Linked DNA regions of Manis pentadactyla: region 1 is linked to region 2. A link is a contact called in public Hi-C data. All regions are on one chromosome and are shown on one strand. Each heading gives the region's core, a stretch centred on a gene start, on an enhancer-like site or on the middle of the called end of the contact. The rest is flanking DNA. Distances are from core to core; before and after follow the strand shown. Region 1 holds the start of GOLT1A (golgi transport 1A). Region 2 holds the start of PLEKHA6 (pleckstrin homology domain containing A6).

Evidence for each region. A called contact is a pair of places that touch in the nucleus more often than the background predicts.
Region 1: a Hi-C map of fibroblasts shows a contact between it and region 2, with 2.5 times the contacts expected there. The contact joins the promoter of GOLT1A here to the promoter of PLEKHA6 in region 2. A contact is called at or near these places in 2 of 3 Hi-C or Micro-C datasets (blood and fibroblasts).

What each region holds. Positions count from the first base shown.
Region 1 is chr9:123,454,543-123,460,100 of mManPen7.hap1, forward strand. GOLT1A (golgi transport 1A) reads left to right here and starts at 2,385. Exons shown (of 5, transcript XM_036909667.2): 1 at 2,385-2,500. The coding sequence starts at 2,476.
Region 2 is chr9:123,317,069-123,322,864 of mManPen7.hap1, forward strand. PLEKHA6 (pleckstrin homology domain containing A6) reads left to right here and starts at 3,502. Exons shown (of 29, transcript XM_036909653.2): 1 at 3,502-3,634. The coding sequence starts at 3,552.

The DNA.
Region 1 (5,558 bases), core at 1,135-3,634, 140 kb after region 2:
ATAAGTTCTGCGGGTGGGGTGCAGAGCAAGTGAGCCCAGGGCAATGGCAGGTCTCAGCTGAGATTCTGCACAGAGTCTGGAGACGTGGAGACATTATTGGTTCAAAGAAGGGAACATGAGAGGAAATGGGAAGGCAAGCTCCTAATTCTTGAGTTTGCTTTGTTCTGATTCTAATGGCTGATTTTGAATTCTGGACATGTGTTCTCATCCCTGAAAAGATGGTGATATATTCTTTGGTTTTGGGTTTTCATTTTTTACAAATGAAGTGACTATATTTTGAATTTTGTAATGGTCCCAGGAGAGCTATAAACCCTGGTGTCCTTTGTGAATCAGATTTGGGACCAGATGCAGGCTCCACTCAGAAGCCTTTGAGGCCAGAGGAGGTGCACGAGACAACTTGTCAACTTCCGGGGCCCGGGTCTCCCTCTGCAGACCCCTGTGGGCCAGAGCCAGTGGCTTGCAGAGGAGGGGGGACGTGGGTGCCCAGAGCACCACTGGGTGTCGCTGTGCCACAAACAGGCTGGCTTCTCTCCAGGGATGACGCCCGCACCCTCTGCCTACCCCACCTCCTGGCCCAGATCAGCCGTCTCATCCAGCCAGGTTGGAGTTGGCAAAGGGCACGGTAGACAGAAAATGTAATTGAATTATCAGCTAGCAGAATGCCCTCTCAGGAGTGGTGCTGTAGCCTGTGTGTTTACTCTCGAAGGGAGGTGTGTTGGGGTCAGGCAGGCAGGCACGCCTCAGACTGCCTCTGCCAGGGAGCCGGGCCGCACCACACCTGCCTCATCCGGAGCGGCCTGTGCAGAGTTGGCTCACCGGAGGCTGAGGCTGCAGAGAGAGAAGGCGATGTCTGCTCAGCTCCTGGCCTGGCCCCTTGCTGTCTGTGCGACAATTTAGACAACTCACTAAATCACTGAGTCTCAGTTCCCTCGTGTGTGAAGTGGGGTTGTTACTACCATGGAGCTCTCAAGGAAGCCAAATGAGAAAATGGATGAAACACACTTTGAAAACTCAAATTCATTTGCAAATGTGAGGACGTGGTGGTGACATTGTATAGACCCCTTGGCTGCCTTCAGGGCTGTGATGGGCAAGAGGGAGAGGGTGTCCCCAGGCCCCCACCTTTGCGGGCTCCATCAGCAGAGCCCCTGCCATTCAGCCCTCCGTGGTGCCCCCCGGCTGCCCCCCTCTCTTCCTCCTTTGCCACCTCTAACTTGCCCACTCTGGTATCCATGCTTCCATTAAGATTATTTCCCTCTTTCTCTTTTTATATACAAGTACATCTCTGTTATTACTGACTTAACACTTTTTATCTAGTGTTCACCTCCTACAACTCTTCCATTTTATCAGGAGGATGGATATTTCTGATTTTTTGTTTGTATGTAATGGCTCTGGTCTATTTCTCTTATAGGTAGGTACACGCAGTCCACCCGTTTCATTTATGTCCTCTGATAAGTCTTGCCTGAGCACTTACAGATTGAGAAACATTGTGTTTTAAATTATTTTCCCCCTTTAGTGCAATTTTATTTGCAGTTTTTAAAATAGTATATGTAGATTGGTGATATCATCTATGAACTTCATTTCAGGACAGAAGGGACATTACAAAGGGGGTGCTGGCTCTAGTGGTGTTGGGAAGCCCTGCTCTGCAAGGGGAGAGAGCCGGTGAGGAACTGTCTGCCCCCTCTTTTTTCAGGCCTGTAGAGGGCAGCGAGGATGTACCCATGTCTATGCAGCTGATAGCTGGACCAGAGCCAGGCTTCCTGACCCGTCCAGCCCTACTGCAAGACCAAATTCATCTTTCATCCTCTGTAACTCAACCTCAGAATCCAAAGCTGGGCACTACCGAGGGAAAGGAGGGTAAAGCCCTTTGTGTCTGACTGCCCTGGGAAGATTTTGCCCTTGATTTAACAGAATCTGTTTCTCCCAGGAGACTGTCAACCACAGGTTTTACTCAATTACCTGTCTCCCCCTAGCGTCCAGCATGGGTAATAACACAAAGCAAGCACACCTTACTTACAAGACGAATTTAATACTTTTCCAAAGGGCCGCGGATCCCCACTCTTCCCACAGCCTCCAATAAACTAAGCAAGGAACCTGGTACCCCGAGATCCCAGCTCTTCCATGTACAGTCCGAGTTCTGCGTATTTGCTGGAAGCAGCTGAACTCAGCCTCAGGACGTGGGAGTTGGGGGAGGGCCACGGAAGGGCCAGGTGGGCGTTGCCTTCTCCAGGTGGGCGGGGCGGGTGGGAGGTTGCAGCGCCCAGTGGGAAGATCCGGGAGAAGGGAGCCTGCGGCTTTAAGCATCCTTATGGAGGGCGGGGGTGGGGTGGGAGAGGCCCGAGGAAGTTACTGATTCACCGGAGGCCCATTTCACAATTTACCAAGGGTCAGCTTCCCTGAGCATGTGCCAGTTCGGTCCTCTCTGCTCCTCAGCCCTGGGCAGCGTCGTCCTGGAAGGCCCCCCAGGCAGCCTGCAGCATGATCTCCATCACCGAGTGGCAGAGTGAGTGCCGGGGGCCGGTGCTGTGGAGAGGGCAGGGCTGGAATGGGGTATCCAGGCTAGGGTGCGGCGGGGGCGCTGTGGCTCCCTGGCTCTCTCTCTGGGAACCTGTGAAGTGACCTCTGGAGCCAGTGGCAGGGAGCTGCTGTGTTGGCATCCTTCAGACGCGGGACCAGGCTGGGTATGGCTTCCCCGCCTCCACTGGTAGCCGGCTGCTCAGGGCCCCCAGGTGGCCAGGGGCTGGTGGGAACTGACAAGGTCACCGCTCAAGCTAGTCCCTCCCATTAAGGGTGCTTAGACCTGGGGTGCTGCATAGGTGGGCTCAGGCGGCCACTGGGGTTCAGATATGTTTCCCCCAAGCCCTCAGAGTGTCCCAAGGCCCTGGGTCCCTTCTTATCAGAAACTAAACTTCTCTGCCCTCCCCAAATCACCATATCCTCACTCCTAAACACCCTTGCTCTTCTTTTAGGGGACAGGGCAAGGAGGTAGTCCACAGCCCTGGGAGGGGCAAGAGAGCCCTGGCTTAGTGAGTTTCCTTTGGGTGAATTACTTAAAAGCCTCTGAGCCCCGGTGTCTTATCTGTGAACTTGAGGTGATCATTCATTCACTGAACCAATTTGTCTCTGCTTTGTGCCAAGCATTGTGTTGGGTGTAAGTATACAATGGTGAATGGAGCAGACATATTCCCTGCTTACATTCTAGAGTGGAAAACAGGTAATTGACAGATAAAGAAGTCAGCATGTAGTATGTCAGATGGTGATGCATCCTCCAGACAAAAGTAAAACAGGGTAAGGAGACTAGGCAGTGCGAGGCAGGAGGGGTAACTGCTGTGTATAGAGTGATCGGGAAAGGCTGCAAGGAAGAGGTGCCTTTTATATAGAGACTTAATAAGAAATGAGGAAGAAAGACATGCAGCATGGGGGCAGGGCTGGGGGAGCTGTTCTGGGAAGAGAGAAGGGCCTGTGCAAAGGCCCTGGGGCATTAGCATACTTGGTGATGTTTCTGGAGTGAAGTGAGTAAAGGGGAAACAGTAGGAGTTTAGGTCAGGGTGGTAACCGAAAGGCCCAGCTGTGTAAGAACTTTGGTGTTATCTCCATAAGATGGGAAACCATTGGAGGGTTTTGTACAGAGGAGTTATTTATAACTATTTATATTTTTATGATCTACATTTTTTAAAAATCACTATGTGTGCTAGGTTAAGAATAGACTGCAGAGGGGTGAAGTCACAATAGGGGGACCAGGTCTGAGGTGACAGATGGTGGAGACCAGGATGGTAGCAGTGAAGAGCTCAATGCTGGATCTGCTTTGAGGAAATTGCTGGAAGGATTTGCTTATAGATTGGATGTCTGGTGTAAGAGAAAGAACTCCAGACTGCCTCCAGTGTTTGTAGCCTGAGCAATCAGAAGGGTTGAGTTAGGTTTTAGGCACGTTGAATTTGATGTGCTATTAGGCACTGGGGTGAGTGTCAAGTAGGCAGTTAGTTACACATGAGACTGGGGTTCAAGGTACAGGCCTGAGTGTGGGAGAGAAATTTAGGAGTTGCCAGGGTCTACACGGTATTTGGAACCGTGAGGGTCCAGGACATCATGCAGTTCCTCAGCGTCCCCACTACTGAGTTTTGCGGGATCTTTCTTTGTTCTGGGCGTCTGTCCTGGGCATTGTAGGACTTTAGCAGCATCCCTGGCCTCCCCCCACTAGATGCCAGGAGCATACTCACACTCCAAGATGTGACAATCGAAAGTGATTCCAGGCATTACCAAATGTTCCCTGGGGAACAAAATCGCCCCCCTCCCCACCCCTAGTTGAGAACTGCCAACCCAGGGAATAAAAATAGAGCACAGAGGCCTGAGGCCTGAGCCAGGGGCAGGCCGATGTTTATGAAACCCAAATGTGCTGAGTCCTGTGAGAGAGAGAAATGAAGGAACCAGATTCAGGTCAGGTAACAGAGCACGGACCAGGTTTTCCTAAGGGACTGACATTTGTCTTGAGACCTGAAGAATAAGCAAGCCCTAGGCAGATAATAAGTGGGAGGAAACAGCTTAAACAAAGGCCCTGGGGCAGGAAAGCTCCTCCTGGAAACACTAAGCCTTTGGAATATGGTGGACAAAGGGGAGAGCGGCAGGAGACGACGCTGAACACGCGAGTCTAGGCCCCATCACGTCTGGGCAGTACACTAATAGGCTGGATTACATGCTTTCTGAGATCCCGGGCTACTGTGTGAAGAAGGGACAAGAGGGCGAGAGGAATGAAACAGGAAACGAACGACACAGTTGCAGGAGCCCAGGAAAGTGGTGATGCTGGCTTGGATTAGGAACGACAGTGGAGAGAAATGGAGAGCTTTCAAGATGCATGTGAAAAAACAGAGCAATAAAACTTAGCTGTGGATTGAAGGGATGAGGTGGCGGGAACAGTAAGGGAGACTCCCAATTTTGATGGTTGTATCCTGGCTGCATAAGAGAATAAAGGAAAACCACACCAAAGTATTAAGGGGAGATGAGATACCCAATGGTCACTACTCTCAAATGGCTCAAGAAGGAATTCTTTATGCTGTACTTGCAAGTTTTCTGTCCATTTGTGATGTTTTTACAGAGAGAGAGAGAAGTGACTGGTATTCTGAGGGTCCCTACACAGCCTCAGGCCAGGGGGCCCATAGTCCTGATCTGAGGTACTGTTGCTGCTTTCTGGAGCAAGAAAGACTGAAGCTGGCTTCAGTTAATGCCAGCTATACGGAGGGCTTCATCTACAGCAGGCTGGGAGCTGCCCGGAGCTGCAGGAGGTGGCAGCAGTCAGCCCTAAGGCCAGGGACGCTGAATCTGGTCCTCTGAGGCGTGGGGAGGTCTCCCCTCCTCACTAGGTGGCACCCTGGAGAGCTCCCAGAGGTTCCCTGCTCCGTAGCCTGAGACGTCTCTGGCTCACCTCCAGCAGGGGGCGTGCTGCCCCCATCTGTCTGGATTATGGGGACGGTGGGCTGCAGGCACCTCTGTCACTCCTGGTGACATGCCCCGTCCCCCGCCCTCTCAGCGTGCTTGCTGCCCTGAGAACTTCAGGAGCAACCCCCACA
Region 2 (5,796 bases), core at 2,252-4,751:
GGAGGTCAAAAGGAAATTTGAGGACAATCAACAGAAGAAGGGAGATTGGATATTGGACAAGTAAAAAAAAAAACAACAGACATTTATCTCAATCCTCATTGTTATGATTTTCTTATCGGTGCTATATTAATTTCCCATGGTTGCTGTACCAAGTGACCACCAACTGGGTGGCTTAAAACAGCAAAAATTTATTCTTTCACTGCTCTGGAGGCCAGAAGTCTGAAATCAAGGTGTTGACAAGTCCACACTCCTGGAAGTTCTGGGGAAGGATCGTTTTGCCTCTTCCAGCTTCTGGTGGTTGTCAACATTCTTGACTCATGGCCACATTGCTCCAGTGGCCATATTGCTTCCTCCACTTCTGTCCATTTCACATCTCCCCCTGCCTGCCTTGTCTAGGGACACTTGTAATTGAATTTAGGGCCCACCTGAATAATCTAGGATAATCTCATCTCAAAATCCTTAACTTAATTACATCTACAAAGACCTTTTTCCAAATAAGGTCATACTCATAGATTCCAGGCATTTGACAGGACAGCTTTTGTGGAGTTGGGTTGGGAGGAGGGGGTGGGAGAATTTTCAGCTTACCACCGTTGCTAAACCAGAAGCATAATAATATTTAAGTGACTAAGGCCTCAAAATATATGAGAGAATCAGAATCAGAATCATTTCCAGATATTATTGATATATTTTATCCACATGCTTTGTTGCCTTTTAAAGAAGTAAAGTAAAACTTGCTGCATGGGAAAAATAAGCAAGTACATTTCTTTTTTTGATTGCAAAAGCCTGTAAGGTTTTCATTTCAACATATCAACCTTTCTGTCTTCTTCCAGGTAATTGTTGAACCAATAGCTGTTTTTATTTGAGTTTTCTACTCCTTTTCTTTATTATCTTTAGCTCTTTTGCTAAAATGTCTTATAAGCAGTATTAATACTGATCATAATTGATAAACAAGAGTTAGAATATAAAAGGTCACTGGTGAGGATACATCACAGTTAGAAAAGTATTTTCAAACCTGATTTCTTATTTCAAATGAGTGGAAAAAACATTCAAAATCTCAACCACTGGCCTTTTCTTGTCTAGGTAAACGTTCCAAGGAATCCCAGGCTAGATTATAGAGAAAAACAAGGCAAAAATCTTGTGAGGAAATCAACAGGAGTCCCTACTCCTCAAAGAAGACAGCAGTGGAATACATACTTTCAAATATATGTCATTTTGTTCCCTATTCCCACCCACATTCGGCCCAAGCAGCCACCCTTACTGGTTGCTCTGGTTGGACTGGGAGTGCACTGGTTGCTGATATTTTCCCTGGAGACATCTTGGCAACAATTCTGGCGGTCCACATCCTCAGCTATCACAGGGGGCTGGGCTGGGGGGTCTCACAGATGTTTCACAAGGCTTGGGCCTGGAGAGGGGTCTGAACCCCTGACCCCCCCACCCTCCCCAAATTAGGAGCAAAGGGGCCTCGGTCCTCACCTGTGCTGATCAGATGAGGCCCTTCCTTACTGTTGAATGCAGCTCTCTTGACCAGGAACCCATGGGATCTGAGAAGGGAGGAAAGGGTTGGGTATTACGGGCTTCTGCTCCTCTTCTGCATCCGGAAAATGGACTGGCCTTAGAGCCGGCACACAGGATTCAACTTGTATGTGACGGCAGAGTGAATTTCCAGTGTTGGAGGCAGAACAGAGCAATGGAGAGAGCTCTGGTGGGGACACTGGTGGGCAGATCTTTCTCGGCCACCACCTTGCTCAGTGACCTCAATCAGTCCTTCCCTTCTTTGCTCCTCAGTTTCCCATATTTAAAATAAGAGTCTTGGACTAGATGTTCTGTGAGCCATCTTCTAGCTTCACTACCTATCAGATGTATGTGCATTACACCCTGCAGTTTGAACATTTGGGTTACCTGGGAAGGCTCACTGGCGGTTTCCTTTTCCAGAAAGTTCTCCCCACCACACACCCGGATGTGGCTGATGGTTATATTCGGCAGGCCCATAAGGTCCAAAAGTACAGGATTGTGTTTATAGTTGTTTCCCAGTTATAACAGAATTAGTCATTCGTCTAACACTAATTGGGTGCCCCAGCTAGGTGCTGGGGCTGTAGAGATGAATGAGATGGAGTGCCTGCTCTCGGGAGCACACAGCTCAGTGAAGGAGACAGAGAGTACATCAAGGATTGCCTTACAGCGAGGTAAGTCCACTACAGGGTTATTAATAAGGTGTCATGACACGTAAAGGATGGGCATAGAAATCTGGTGTAGTCAGGAATGGCTTCTGGGAGGAGGTAACACACGGTAGACCCTGAAGGGATGAGTAGGGATCACCTAGGTGGACCAGGGATCAAAATCGCTTCCTAATGCTCACAATGAGTATGCATACTCAACCGATCCCTGCCAACTGCCATGTGGCGCGTTGCTTCCTCTAAAGGCAGCCGTCTCTCCTATTGTCTAATGATTCCCTTGGGTCTGGCACAGGGACTGAATGAACCTGTGCATCTATCGCAGGCCCAGGGGCAGGTCCTGAGTAAGTTGGGAAAGCCGACCGGACCCCAACCTTGATGTAGACCCAGACACAGCCGACCACGTGGGCTCCCGCAACACCCTCTTCATATGCCAGTATTGAAAGCTTGCAACCTGCATTCTGTGTACAGAACACATTCCCTTCTTTTTTTCCGCCCCCCTCTTTTCCCTTTAGTTTTCTAGTTCAAGTTAGGGAGAAGGGACATGAACGCTGTTGGTTTCTGAGCAGGTTTCTAAGGCCTCACTCCGATTCTACTTAGTCATGGCAGGCTTCTGGGAAGAAGTGCCGGGAAAGAGAGCCGAGGGCCAGCTTGCCTGCTGAGGCTGACATCTCTGCAAGAAGGGCCTCCTGGGCGCCTTGCCGCTCATACCCGTGCCACCCTTCCCTGCGTTTGACCTTTGTCCTCCGCTAACCTCCCACCGAGCCGAACCAGGTCTGACCACTTCCCCCTTCCCGTTCGGTGGCTGGACACGTCGCTCAGGTTCCTCACTCGAGGCTCCTGCAGCCAGGCTGGTTTCCCCGCGCCCTGCGCCGGGACTCGGGGACCCGCGGCTGCGGCTGCGAATCACCTTCCGAGGCGGCGGCTGGGCCCCGCCTCCCTCGCCCGCCGGTGGTTCAAGTGCGGGCGCGGAGCTGCGAGCGGAGCGCCACCGCCCCTCGCTCGGCCGCGGCCACCTGCTCGCTCCGGGAGGGACCGCGGCGCCGCGGGGCGCAGCCCGGCGGCAGGAGTCCTCGCCGCGCCGGCCGCCGGTCCTGAAGTTCGGGCGCCGTCCGGCGGGAGCGCCGACCCCGGCAGCAGGCGGCTGCGGTCTGGGGCCCGGCCCGGCCCGGCCAGGGTTAAGTCTCGCTGTTCCCTGCTGCCCGGCGGGCGGCCAGCCGCCGCCAGCGGGAGGCCAGAGCCGCCGCCAGGGACCCAGGAGGGGCGCCCGAGCCGCCGGCCCGCGCGGCGCCCCCCCGCCCCCCACCGGCGCTGCCTCCAGGAGCAGCGGGCCCTCGCAGCGCCCGGGGCCGGCCAGCGCGAGGGGCTCGGGACCCCGAGATGGCCGAGGAGATCGACTGGCTGGACTTGCCCGGCCGGTGGACCTACGGAGTGGACCGCGGGGGCAGAGTCTTCTTCATCAAGTACGTTGGCCCCTCTCGTTTTTTTCCTGCCTTTTTCTTTAAAGTTGTCCGACTTGAAAGGTGGCAGGGCTGGGGGCCGCCCGCAGAGAGTGGGGGGAAGCGGTGGCTGAGCAGCAGGCATGACTAATAAGTTTATCGCCGCCTGTTTGAATGTGTCTCCCGCCTTCTCCTCAGTGGGTCAAAGTCCCTCTCGGAGGGCAGGGTTGGGCAGGGCGGGCGCTGGCCTTTCCCTCCGCTGCAGGCACAGGTGCGGAGTGGGGGGCCCTGAGGAGGGTGGCCAGGCCCCGGGCCCGGCCTGCAGCGCCGTCCTTTCCGCTCCGCCACTACATGGCCAGGGCTGTCTCTTCCCCGAGCCCAGAGCTGCCCAGGGCAGACTCGGGCTTGACCTCACATCAGGAGACCCTGCCTCTACCGCCAGCCCCGGGCACTCCCTCGCCCCGGGGCCCAGTGTGCCAGGGCGGCAGCCCCTTCCTTCCTGCTTCCTTGTGGGCCAGTGGTCAAGGGGAAGGAGAAGATGCCTGCAGTTCGTTTGGCGTTCTTTGGAGAGACTGGGCCTTCGCGGCTCTCAGTAATATATTAGCGCTGTTGTATTAATTTCATAAACCAAAATGGCTCTGGCATAATCTCATTATAACAGAGTGGCCCCGCCGGTGCTCCTTTGGCCCGCTCCCTCTGTAGTCATCTTTTGCCAGGATAGAAATCTCCCGGTAATACAGCAAGTCTAGAAGCGTTCTGAGCGGTTACCCATACGTGGTGAGTTTTCCTGTCCTCAGATGGCCACTCACAGAACATTAGAGCGGAAAGGGACCTTGCCGCAACCCCCTCAGTTTTCAGATGGGGGAACGGGAGGGCTTGTCGGAGAGAACACCACCTGTTAATCAGAGCGCTGCCTCCTTTTGCCTTGTACCCAACTGCCTTTGCAGGGCCTCAGGTGGCCACTGGCCTCTCTTTGGTGTTTTTCAGTCTCCACATGTGCTTTAGTCCGTTTTTCTGTAATTATCACCTCCATGCCCATAATCGATGCCGTAATTAGATTATCTTAAAAATTAATTCTGCTAAAGTATTTGACCCTGGGTCAGATTCTTAAATAACGGAACTTCTGCAGTATTAGAACTAGAGTCCCTTTTGTCCGTGGTTTGAAACTTTAGAGTCACAAGATTCACTTAAAGAAGGCCTATGAAAAAGGCCAAGTCCTGAGCCCTACCTCCAGAGATGACGATTCAGAAGGGTTGGGGCAGGGCCTTGGAATCTGAATTTCCATCATCTCCTCAGCTATTCTGATGACGTTAATTTGGCTCTTCTCGTCTTTCTTCCCAATCTCTTGCCTGCCTACCAGCTTCTTTCCATCCTTCAGTCCACAAACACTCACTGAGTATCCACTATTTGCTGCAGTGCTAGGCATGGGAGATAAACAACAATAAGATACTTGTTTTTCCTTGAAGGTAGGAGGGAGAAGATGCAAATGAATACTTAGAAACTAAGTGGATATATTCTAAAGGTATTGGCAGGATGGTGGAGGAACACAACAAAGAAAAGTGACATTTTCCAAGGAGGAGGCTTTTGAGGGGATTGTGGAGGAGAGAGACTAGGGTGAAAGAAGTCCTGGAGCAGAGGCCTATGGGAAGAGGTGTCGGATGGGTGCCAGGCACAGGTTGTCTAGAACAATCTGCAGGGGTCAGCAGAGAGAGATGGAGTAGAGGCCGCCAGGGAGTTGCAGAAGATGAGGCAGAACAAGCAGAAATGGGGCACTTTAGAGAGGCTTCGGGGCTTCAGCTTGATCCTGTAGGTGATGGGGAACCAAAGGAGATTTTCCGCAGAGGCTCCACATAAATAGATCTACATTTTCAAAGATCTTTCTGGCAGCTGCGTGGGCGAATGACAATTTGGGAGATGAACAGGGAGGCCGGGAGATGAACTTGAGGTGCGGAGAACAGTGAGGTGATTGCGGAAGTCCAGGAGATAGCTGACAGGGACCTGACAGGCGGGGGGTGGGGAGAAATCTTCAGGAGGAATTGAGAGTGTGCATTTACTGCCTAAATGCTGGGGAAGGGAGGGAAAAGGAAGAATCGAAGTTAAAGCTCAAAGTGTTTAACTTGAGTTCAGCAGGGATCAGGAGTCTGGGAAGAGGAACAGACTTTAGGGAGCATGAGCATACAGTGAGG